3 separate regions of the Mus musculus genome follow, and all the other regions are linked to region 1. The links are chromatin contacts, called in public HiChIP or PLAC-seq maps. All regions are on one chromosome and are shown on one strand. Each heading gives the region's core, a stretch centred on a gene start, on an enhancer-like site or on the middle of the called end of the contact. The rest is flanking DNA. Distances are from core to core; before and after follow the strand shown.

The links. HiChIP or PLAC-seq counts read pairs in DNA pulled down with a chosen protein or histone mark.
Region 2: a FOXA1 HiChIP or PLAC-seq map of pancreatic cancer cells shows a contact between it and region 1. The contact joins two enhancer-like sites.
Region 3: a FOXA1 HiChIP or PLAC-seq map of pancreatic cancer cells shows a contact between it and region 1. The contact joins two enhancer-like sites. A contact is called at or near these places in 1 of 115 datasets of contacts at active chromatin or transcription factors (pancreatic cancer cells) and 2 of 9 other capture datasets (adipose tissue and pancreatic islet).

Annotation. Positions count from the first base shown.
Region 1 is chr1:156,519,367-156,522,875 of GRCm38.p6, forward strand. No RefSeq gene overlaps it. Among named protein-coding and RNA genes, the nearest start is that of Abl2, 38 kb to the right of the region's middle. Within about 2 kb of position 1,560, at least 27 of the 459 cell types and tissues checked have an H3K27ac peak or open chromatin away from gene starts, as enhancers often do. A contact at or near this core is called in pancreatic cancer cells, where this site is marked.
Region 2 is chr1:156,732,915-156,736,423 of GRCm38.p6, forward strand. No RefSeq gene overlaps it. Among named protein-coding and RNA genes, the nearest start is that of Gm39683, 9.7 kb to the right of the region's middle. Within about 2 kb of position 1,622, at least 36 of the 459 cell types and tissues checked have an H3K27ac peak or open chromatin away from gene starts, as enhancers often do. A contact at or near this core is called in pancreatic cancer cells, where this site is marked.
Region 3 is chr1:156,342,982-156,346,490 of GRCm38.p6, forward strand. The region is part of intron 20 of Axdnd1 (axonemal dynein light chain domain containing 1); the gene reads right to left. Among named protein-coding and RNA genes, the nearest start is that of Nphs2, 34 kb to the left of the region's middle. Within about 2 kb of position 1,595, at least 19 of the 459 cell types and tissues checked have an H3K27ac peak or open chromatin away from gene starts, as enhancers often do. A contact at or near this core is called in pancreatic cancer cells, where this site is marked.

The DNA of each region.
Region 1 (3,509 bases), core at 310-2,809:
GCCAGCCGTAGCCTTGAAGACTGAGGCTGGGGTTATTTCTGCTTCCCAGAGTACCAGAGGGATGCAGGACATACTTCCTAGGACTCGGGGGAAATGTTTACACAGACCAAAGGGTGAACTTACCTAATTGTCACTGGTGAATGGGATGCTGAGCCATTGATGGACAAAAAAAAAAAAAAAGCCGATCTGTTGCAAGTGGTGAGGAGGCTGGAAATAGGATCCCTGTGTGGCTTAGACCCATGAAGAGGAGCCCAAGCACCAGGAGGGACTATCCCAGCCCTGGAGATGTTATGAAATATAATAGGTGAGGTGGAGGATCCCTTTGGTGACCCAGTGCCAAGGTGTGCCCCTGGGAAATTACACCATGCAATAGATCTGGTATAAAAGAGCCGGGCGTGGTGGCACACGCCTTTAATCCCAGCACTCCGGAGGCAGAGGCAGGCGGATTTCTGAGTTCGAGGCCAGCCTGGTCTACAAAGTGAGCTCCAGGACAGCCAGGGCTATACAGAGAAACCCTGTCTTGAAAAACCAAAAAAAAAAAAAAAAAAAAAAAAAGAGGTTTATTGGGAGAAGGAAGAGCAGTGAGGGCCTGGGAGAGGGGTAGAGGCAGAGTGGACATGTAGACAGGCAGACAGATGGGAGCAGAGCCATGAGAGCAACGAGAAGGGCAGAGAGAAAAGGAGTAGGGGGCACCTGCAGAGAATAGAGGGGACACTGGGACACTGGGAACACACAGAGAGAAAGCTACTGAGTGTCGGGTGGGTCATTTCATAGGCAGCATACACAGGTTGCAAGGTGCTAGGTCCCTGAGGGCAGGCCAGTGGAATGCCTGTATATTAACAATCAGCTTTTGGTTTTGTTTGTCTTCTAATCACAGCAGCAGAAATGAAAGTAAGACAAACAAAATACTTTTATTTGATTGTTTACTTAGCAGTGTTGAGGGCAGCCTGACCCAGGGCTTAGCATGCCAGGCAAACCATAAGCTATAGCACCTGCATCTCTGATAAACTCTTTTTGATTTGATTTGCTTTGAGACAGGGAGCCAAGGCCGGCCTCAAACTTTGCTTGATATCAGAGGATAGCCTTAAACTCCTGACCTTTACGTTTCCATCTCCCAAGTATGAGAACAACAGGACAACTCAGACATGCAGAGGAAATCCCATGCAAACCAATGGCTGCCCCTCAGTCCCCTGGTCCCTGTGACTAACCATGTCAATTTCCCTAAGTCAATACCACAATCTATAGGCACCGGCTTCATCAACAATGGGCCTTAATAGAAACACTTAAATGGGGCTAGTTCAAACTGAGATGAACTGTTAAGTGTGAGAGAAATCCAGACTTGAACATGTAGTGAACTACTGAGCCATCTCTAGCCCCTGAAAGATTTTTTTTGTGTATGTGTGTGTATCTGTATGAGTGTGTGTCACGTGTGTGCAAGTACCTGCAGAGGTAGGAAGAGGGTAGGGTGTCAGATCTCCTTGAGGCTGGAGTTACAGGTACTTGTGAGCCATCCAGTGTGGGTTCCAGAAATCAAACTTAGGTCCTCTGCTTAAGTGCTCTTAACTACTGTTAACCATCCCTCCAGCTCTGACAATGATTAAATCTGTACTGGGACAGGAGGAGGACCCTTAGGTGATTTTGGTTCCTCCCTTTTATTTTGTCAGTAACGGGATAGGACAGAGGTTCTCAACCTTAGCAAGCCTCGTGTCTGATAACTCTTCGTTGTGGGCTCCGCCCTGTGTGTCATACGATGCTTACAGCATCTCTGCCCTTTACCTACTAGATGTGACTAGCAACCCTCCCCCAGTTATAAAACTGAAAATGTGTGAAGACATTGCAAGTCCTGGAGGCAGGTTGGTAAGAAATGCTAAGTATTTTGGCTACTTGACATATGTGGGGCAATTATACTAAAGAGTCTCACTATTTATCTGAGGTCGAAGTTAACACCTGAGTTTTTAATTTGCTAAATCTGGCAGCCCTACTTGGAATTGAAATCATTCCAGGTCAAGGTTGGATGCGGTTGATGAAGTCCATAGATTAAAATAAAATGAAGGATAACTCAATTAGCATTTCACTAAACACATACTCTACATAAAGGCTTTTAAAGATGGCATGTTTTTCTGTTTTCGTGTGTGTGTGTGTGTGTGTGTGTGTGTGTGTGTGCATTTGGAGGTCAAAGAACAACTTAAGGGAATCAGTTCTTTACAAATTCAGTTTTTTCTTTCCACTGTGTGGGCCCTGAGGATTAGGCTTGGTAGCAGGAACCTTTACCCACTCAGCCATCTGGCCATCCTTCCTCTTATACTTTAAATAAAGAACCAAAAAGTAGCTATTTGAACAACTTAGCAACTCAGAAATGTCACTAGCATCCATGAGATAACATATGGCTTTTACAAAGGCATGCATTTTTGTTGTTTACTGGTTTATTCTAAACAGGGCCTGGTGCCTAGGAATCACACAATAAACATTTGTTGAATGATTGAAAGAGTTGACAGTGTTATGTGTGTGTGGAAAATGGCCATATGGTTGTATAGTTCCCTGTAAATAATGAATGACTGGGTGTGGTGCACACCTAAAGACTCCGTAACTTGGGAGGCTGAAAGGAAGATTCCTTGGCTTCAGGGGTTGGAAAGCTGTGGGGAATGCAGAGACTTACACATAGATACAGAGTCCAAAGTATTGGGAAGGAGATGGCTCAGCTGGGACAATGGAAGCATGGTGGCTGGAGCCCCATCTCCCAGAACCCACGCAAAAGCCAGGTGCTGTGGTACATGCCTGTTGCGGCCGGCCTGCAGCTCGAAACGAACGGTTCAACTGAGATGGCAACTCGGGCTGAAAGAGAAGAACTAGTCGGGCGGAAGAAAGAACAAAGCCAAGTCAAAAGTCACTCTGATCAAAGCTCAATTTTTACTGTTGCGACACTCAGTTATGAAGAAAGGGGGAGGGGACCTGGTTCCCTGCCAAATAATCTCGGGGTCTAGTAGCAGGGTGAGCACATGATGGCTTCGGAACAGCAAAGCCGCAGGTTCTAGCAGTGGGCGTGGCAGAACAAATGAGCAGGAAGCTCCACCCCTGAGCAAGCAGGTTTCAGGCTGGGGGAGGGGAGACTACATCTCCTCCCTGTTGTTAACAAAAATAAAAAAAAAAGAAAAGGCTGGCCTGAGGCAAAAAATTTATTTATGCTCAATAGTTTTGCCTGAATTCTAGGGCTAAAGAAAAAACCTGTCTCTGTGGGATTCCCTAACTTTTCTTATGGTAAACTGTATCTGGCTAAGACTGTCCTTTCTATCCTAGTAAACAACTAACAGAAAAGCCTGGAGCTGTAGGCTCTGACTTTATAATGCTAATTAGTATTGAATAGGTAACTTCTTAGTTGAATTTTTTTTTTTTTTTTTTTTTTTTTTTTTTTTTTTTTTTTTTTTTAAAGATTTATTTATTTATTATATGTAAGTACATTGTAGCTGTCTTCAGACACTCCAGAAGAGGGCGCCAGATCTCGTTACGGATGG
Region 2 (3,509 bases), core at 372-2,871, 210 kb after region 1:
AGGATATGATGAAATTTATTTAACGTGTGCCCTCTCATTGGACATTTAGGTTCATTACATTTGTGTACTGTTGCTAATTTTAGAAAGGTTATGGGTAGACTTGCCTAGAGATGGAATTGTCCTCCTACAGGAGCCTGCAGAAGTAACACAGACACAGCTTGTCACAAATACAGCACAGTTCACTCCCAAGGGCTCCTAAAGAATTCATAAACAACTGGAATTATCTGCTTTGCTTTGGTGTCCCACACAGCTGTCAAGGATAGCGCATTCAAAGGACCAGCTAAGCAGCAGCGGACCAAGGAAATGGAATGCTAGTTATTTTCAACATGTTCAGAATGTCATATGTCAGTGTGTGTGTGTGTACATGAGTGTAGGTATATGTGTAGGTGTGTATATATCTGTGTGTCTGTGTAGGGGTGTGTGTGTACGCGGGTGTGCATGTGTGTGTGTATGTAGGTGCGTATGTGTATGTGGGGGGCATGTCTGCCGTGACACATGTCTGGAGGCCAGAGCACAATTTTCTGGACTTTGTTCTCTCCTCACCGTTGAGAGGATCCGGGGATTGAACTCAGATCCTCAGGTCTGCGTCCTCACCCACTGAGCCATCTTACTGGCCCTCTCTTTTCCCTTTGTTGCATTTTACATCTAATTTTGTTTTTGATCTGTGGAAGAAATCCATTACAGGTTTCTCTAGCGTACAAAGGAATAGTATGTACAAGCGAATTTCCGCCTTGAACTCATTTCCGTCGCCGTTACACACAGTGTTTCTGTGTCCCTCTTCAGAGCTGAGTGGACCTCATTCAGGATCATGTCCTAAATTCTGCTGGGTGTGATGTGATGTGATCCTCTGACTCCAGTGCCAAGAAGGAGGGCAGCTCTCTCCACCTCAGGTTATAAAATGCGCCAAACAATGATGTAATGGCACAGAAATAAATATGGGATTCTCAATGAAACGCTAAGCACCGGAGAAACTCACACAGAAACTGAAAACAGTTTTGAAACCTTTCAGTCCTACCTTCCTCCACTCACAAACACAGACAGGCAATTCACAAGTAAACTCAAATTTTTCAACAGCCGATGGTTTGTAGCCATGAAAGAAAAAAAAAAAAAAAAAAACAACCACCCACAAGTCAAACACTGCCTACAGAGCCTTTCCTTGTCCTTGTCAGAGCTCAAAGAAGGTCCTCCAGCAACACAAACCTCTGAGGTTGAGGGCTGCAGGGACCAGGGCGGTCCAGGACAGAGTTCCTTTCATGAAGCAGAGTGAAGACTGAGTTTATTCATGGGATTTGGGGGTGGTTGAACTTCGTGCTCTCCAGGGCCCCATCTGCAGTCCTGGAAGAGGCTGGGCCCTGAGGGCTTACTCACCCTCTGGAGAGCAATATGGGGTGTGGTTGTGAACCCCAGCATCCGCTATGGGAGGTGCTCAGATGGGAGCTCTGATCCTGGGTCTCTGTGGCTGCTCCAACATTTGTCACTTGTGTCTGAGCTGATGCCAACTTTCAAGGACCCCAGACCAGCAGGAGCTAGACACCAAATCCAGTCTCGCTATAACCTTTATGCCACTCTCTCATGAAACAAACACCCAGGTCCCAGCTACACGGTGCCAGCAGAGGAGAGGCTAGGAGAGCCTGCCAGGTGGGAATGGGGCAGGCAGGGCGTCTGGGAGGAGGCATCTTCTTAGAGAGAGGGAAGTGCTCTCCAGTGACATTTTAATTTATGTCCTGCGTGTACGACTGAGAACATGCCAGTTTCCACATAACTCCATCTCTCATCAACTAAAATGTTCCTCTTTTTCTTTTTCTGCTATGTATGAGGGGGGCATGTTCCTGTGTGTTTGTGTAGAGGGCAGAGGTTAATGTTGGGCGTCTGTATCTCTCTACCTTAGTTTCTGAGACAGTCTCTCACAGGACACGGAGTTCAGCGATTGGCTAGTCTGACCAGTGAGTCCTGATATCTGCCTGTCTCTGTTCCCCATGCTAAGCTTTTTAGGTTGGTGTGGGGGATCTGAACTCAGGTCCTCATGCTGGCATTTTGCCCATGCAGCCATTTCCCCAGCCTCTGCTCTTATTTTCTTATCCTGTGGGGTCAGAGGTGACACACATATAGAGCTGTGACAGATATCAGGATCCTCTCAGTAGGTGTTGTGTATACAAAGTGTGGCATCCACACTGCAGTACCAGAGTGCTACTCTGTCTTAGTCAGGGTTTCTATTTCTGCACAAACATCATGACCAAGAAGCAAGTTGGGGAGGAAAGGGTTTATTTGGCTTACACTTCCATGTTGCTGTTCATCACCAAAGGAAGTCAGGACTGGAACTCAAGCAGGTCAGAAAGCAGGAGCTGATGCAGAAGCCATGGAGGGATGTTCTTTACTGGCTTGCTCAGCCTGCTCTCTTATAGAACCAAGACTACCAGCCCAGAGATGGTCCCACCCACAAGGGGCCTTTCCCCCTTGATCACTAATTAAGAAAATGCCTTACAGTTGGATCTTATGGAGGCATTTCCTCAACTGAAGCTCCTTTCTCTGTGATAACTCCAGCTGTGTCAAGTTGACACAAAACTAGCCAGTACACACTCTAACAGCCCTTCTGTGTTTATTGAGCACCTACAGAGAGCAGGTCACAGGCTCTGGGTCCTTGTTCTTGGGACTCACAAGGCAGTAGGAGCCTGGTAGTAGGCTACTTCAGATGACAGTATTTTAAAATAAGAGTATCCTCTGTGGTGTTTTCATTTGCTAGATCTGGTAAGTCTACCCAGGACACCATTAAGAATACAAAGTATGGAGTTCATAACTAGGGACTCTTGTCGTTTCTTCCTTTCTGACTCTTTCCAGGCCTTCAAGATGTTGAAGTAAGGACATGGGGTGGGTCCCCTGGAGTGACATTCTGGAGTTCCCTGGGTCAACTCTGCTGACATTACAGGAACCAAAAATTCGTATGTCATCTCTGTGAAGGGAATCAAGGGCCAGCTGAACACTTCCTGCTGCTGGTGTGGGCACAGTTAAGAAAGGCAAACAAGAACTAAGAAAAAAATGGTTCACCCAGCAGGAGTCATGTGACAATGAAAGTCATACAGAAGAGAAGATAGGGTGTTGCTTTATTTTGAAAGATAACGCAGGGGTCAGAGTATACAATAAAGAGGAGATAAAAGGTTCTGCTATCTCAGGTCAGTTATAAAGGAGTCTGCAGGCCTGTGGCCCAGAATTTTATCCAATGCAGGCAGCATTGCATGATTCTCCAGTGTATTTGTAAAATATATTAATTAAAAAGTATTTTCTCAACAAACAAAACACACACGCACACACACACACACACACACACACACACAGTATGAGCTAAAGATGTACTTCAGTTAGTTAGAAAAATATTTGTTGCCGGGCGTGGTGGCTCACGCCTTTGATCCCAGCACTTGGGAGGCAGGATCAGGTGGATTTCTGAGTTCGAGGCCAGCCTGGTCTACAGAGTGAGTTCCAGGACAGCCAGGGCTACACAGAGAAACCATGTCTCG
Region 3 (3,509 bases), core at 345-2,844, 180 kb before region 1:
TCCGAAGGTCCTGAGTTCAAATCCCAGCAACCACATGGTGGCTCACAAACACCCATAATGAGATCTGACACCCGCTTCTGGTGTGTCTGAAGACAGCTACAGTATACTTACATATAATAAATAAATCTTAAAAAAAAAAAAGATACAAAGTGGTTAAGGGGTCAACTCTCCAGCCACTGATCAATAGTTAAAATGTAATCCAAATAAAAAACTCAACATCTGTTGAAGAGATTGGTAAACTAAAGTTTCATATGGTATAACAAAAGTTCTGGTATAACCTTTAAAAACAAATTTTGAGGGTTTCCACTATGAGATTATAAAATTTATGATAAAAATCATGAAGATTGGTAATGGTGATCATGTTGACCAATAGATCTACCTGGAAAAGGCTCAGACCAACACATACATGTTCAATAGATGTTTCAGCAAAGATGACAAAGCCTCTTGATAAATGACAGCCTTTTTAACAGAGGGCACCACAATACTCAGATAACATAGATGCCAAATAGGAATCATACCTGGAAACACAGATTTCTTTAAAAATTTTTTTTAACTCAAAGTGGATAATAAACCTGAGAGTAGAGCCTAAAACTATTTAACATCTAGAAGACAACATGAGAGAAAAATCTTTTTGATGCTGTAAGGCAGAACTTTTCCTTTAAAGTAACACAAAAAGCAAGATTCATAAAACAAAGGCTAGATCACCATCCAAGCTAAGAACCTCTTATCTCTCAAGGTACCCTTGGGGGGGGGGCATTTTTGTATGTATACGTATGTGTGACACGATATGTATGTATGACACACATGTCTGACCATGCTTTCTCACGTGTGTGGACACGTGTTTGTGTGGGTTATGTGTGAATGTGAATGTGTGGCATCCCGAGGTTGACATCTGGTGGTGTCCCTGTTCACTCTCCCACTTTTACCCACCGAGGAAGAGTCTCGACCTGACTGATTGCACTGGTCTAATAACCAGCTTCACCTGTGGGCCCGCTGTCTCTGCCTTCTCAGCTCTGGGATTACTGACAGGCTGCCATGCATACCTGATATCTACATGGCTTCTGGAGATCTGAATACCAGTTCTCAGGCATGGGCAAGCAAGTGCTTAACCTGCTGAGCCACCCCCCCACCCCCTCCCACCCCAACCCCCCTCCCACCCCCCACCCCACCCCCCAGCCGTCAAAGTCCTAGTAAGACAAGAAACATCACAAGCTGGAGCAAACATTTTTAAATAATACATAGGATCTAAGACTCATTATCCAACCCAAATAGTTCCCAGTACTTAATAAGGAAACAAGCCAACACTAATGTGCCAATGATTTAAGCAGACTTTCACCAAAGACGACATAAGTATAAAGAATAAGCACAAGAGAAGAAATTCAACACCATCAGTCATTAAGGAAATGCAAATAACAACTCTGATAACTTATTACTACCCACCTATTGGAATGTCCACAATTTAAAATATGGGCTATATCAACTATCGGTGAGGATGTGAAACAAAGGATTATTGTTTACTGCTGATAGAGGACTGAGTCAGCCAGAGCCAGGCTGACTCCATGACAGGGCTGCACACTGACAGTTTGGGAGACTTAGGCCTAAGTTTCTGTTTCCTAGAAATGAGAACCTGGATCCAGGAACCTGTGGTCAGCCAGCCACAGCTGCAGGCAGTCAATCCGAGGACACCCTGTCATCTGGCCTGAAGTAGGAATAGATAGCTAGAGTGAGTAAGCGACCCCCTGGGAAGTCTCCAGAGCCTAACCAATTATAGAATCAATCAGACCCTAGAGATAGAGCTAAGCAATCAAGGTAAAGGAGTACACGTCCCTCCCTGGAATTCCCCTAGCTGACAACATCTGACAAGTTGGGCCTGTGAGTCCACCATGGGTCTCCATTCCTGAATGGGGAAACCCCTGCATGTAGAAAATTCAACTGAATAAACACTCTTTGCTTTTGCATACTAATGAAGTCTGGGGTCTTTCTTCAGCGAATCACAGACCCTAACAACAGGAGTATAAAAATGGTTCAGTCATCTTGGAAATATATATATATCCCATTCCAAGAGATGTCTGTCCAAAGATTAGGGCATTAAAGTACACTGAAGCTTTGCCTATAATTATCAAGGTTGGAAACAACTTAGGTGTCCACCAAGAGAAAAATGGAATATATATATATATATATTTGTGTTGCTCTTTGCCTGGTGGTGCCATTGAAAGGTCTATAATGAGGGTACCAACTTCATGGATGGGTTAATCCACTGAGAAGTCTGTGAGGAATAGATTAATAGAAGGTAGGATGTGGTTGGAGAATGTGGGGGTTCTGTCTTCAAAGAACAAGTCCAGTCCCTAGCCTGTCTTAGTCAGGGTTTTACTTCTGTGAACAGACACCATGACCATGGCAAGTCTTATAAAAGGACAACATCTTGGGGAGCTGGCTTACAGGTTCAGAGGTTCCGTCCATTATCATCAAGGTGGGAGTATGGCAGACATGGTGCAGGAGGAGCTGGGAGTTCTACATCTTCATCTGAAGGCTGCTAGTAGATTACTGACTTCCAGACAGCTAGGATGAGAGTCTTAAAGCCCACACCCACAGTGACACACCTACTCCAACAGGGCCACACCTTCTAATAGTGCCACTCCCTGGGCTGAGCATAGACAAACCATAGCAAGCCCCTTCTTGTCTGCCTCTTTCTGCTTCCCAGTTGCCATGAGGTGAACATCTCTTGTCTACCACATCCCCTCTGCCATGATGCCCTGCCTCAGTACAGTTCAATGGAGCCAGCTGAACACTGAGTGAAATTATGAGCCAAAATGTTTCCTCCTCTCAAAGCACACTGATGACAAATGAGTGCGACAGCTGGGGCGAGGCCAGTAGCACACTGGTCGAGGGGCCTGATTCAGCTCCTGTAGAGGACCTGAGCTCCATCCCCTGTATCCAAGTCACTCAGCTCACAGCTGTCAGTAACTCCAGACCCAAGGGATGCAGCACATTCTTCAGGCCTTGGAGGATACCCACTTGGATGGGCACGCAGAGACAGGCATATATAAATACTGAAAAGAAATATTATAACCCAAAACATCCCTGATTCTATAAAATTCCATTTTTAATAGGCTCAAGAAAATTAAAAATAACTTTTGATACCAGAAAGTAGTTCGAATATTCCCTGGGGGTGATGCTGCCATTGAGTGAAACTTGGCAAAGAACTGCTAGTCTAGTTCCCAAGGCGGCTTGCCACTCCGGCAGCCTTGCCTCAGACAGTTTCTTCAAGATTGAACCATAGCTGCCTGTTGAGAGGACTCAACTGGAGCTGTTGATTTTTGCCTGGTGTCTGCCTGCAGAAAAGACTGGACTACAGCTGCTGAGTCGTATTTGGTGTTTGCTAAGAGAGTGAACTGCTGCCAAAGAAGATTAAGCTCACTTCCAAAGAACTATTGCTGAACAGGTCCACGTCCCCCATATCCTAATAACCGTTCTCTTCCACTACCTCTGCTGGGTGGTGGGCTAGGGGA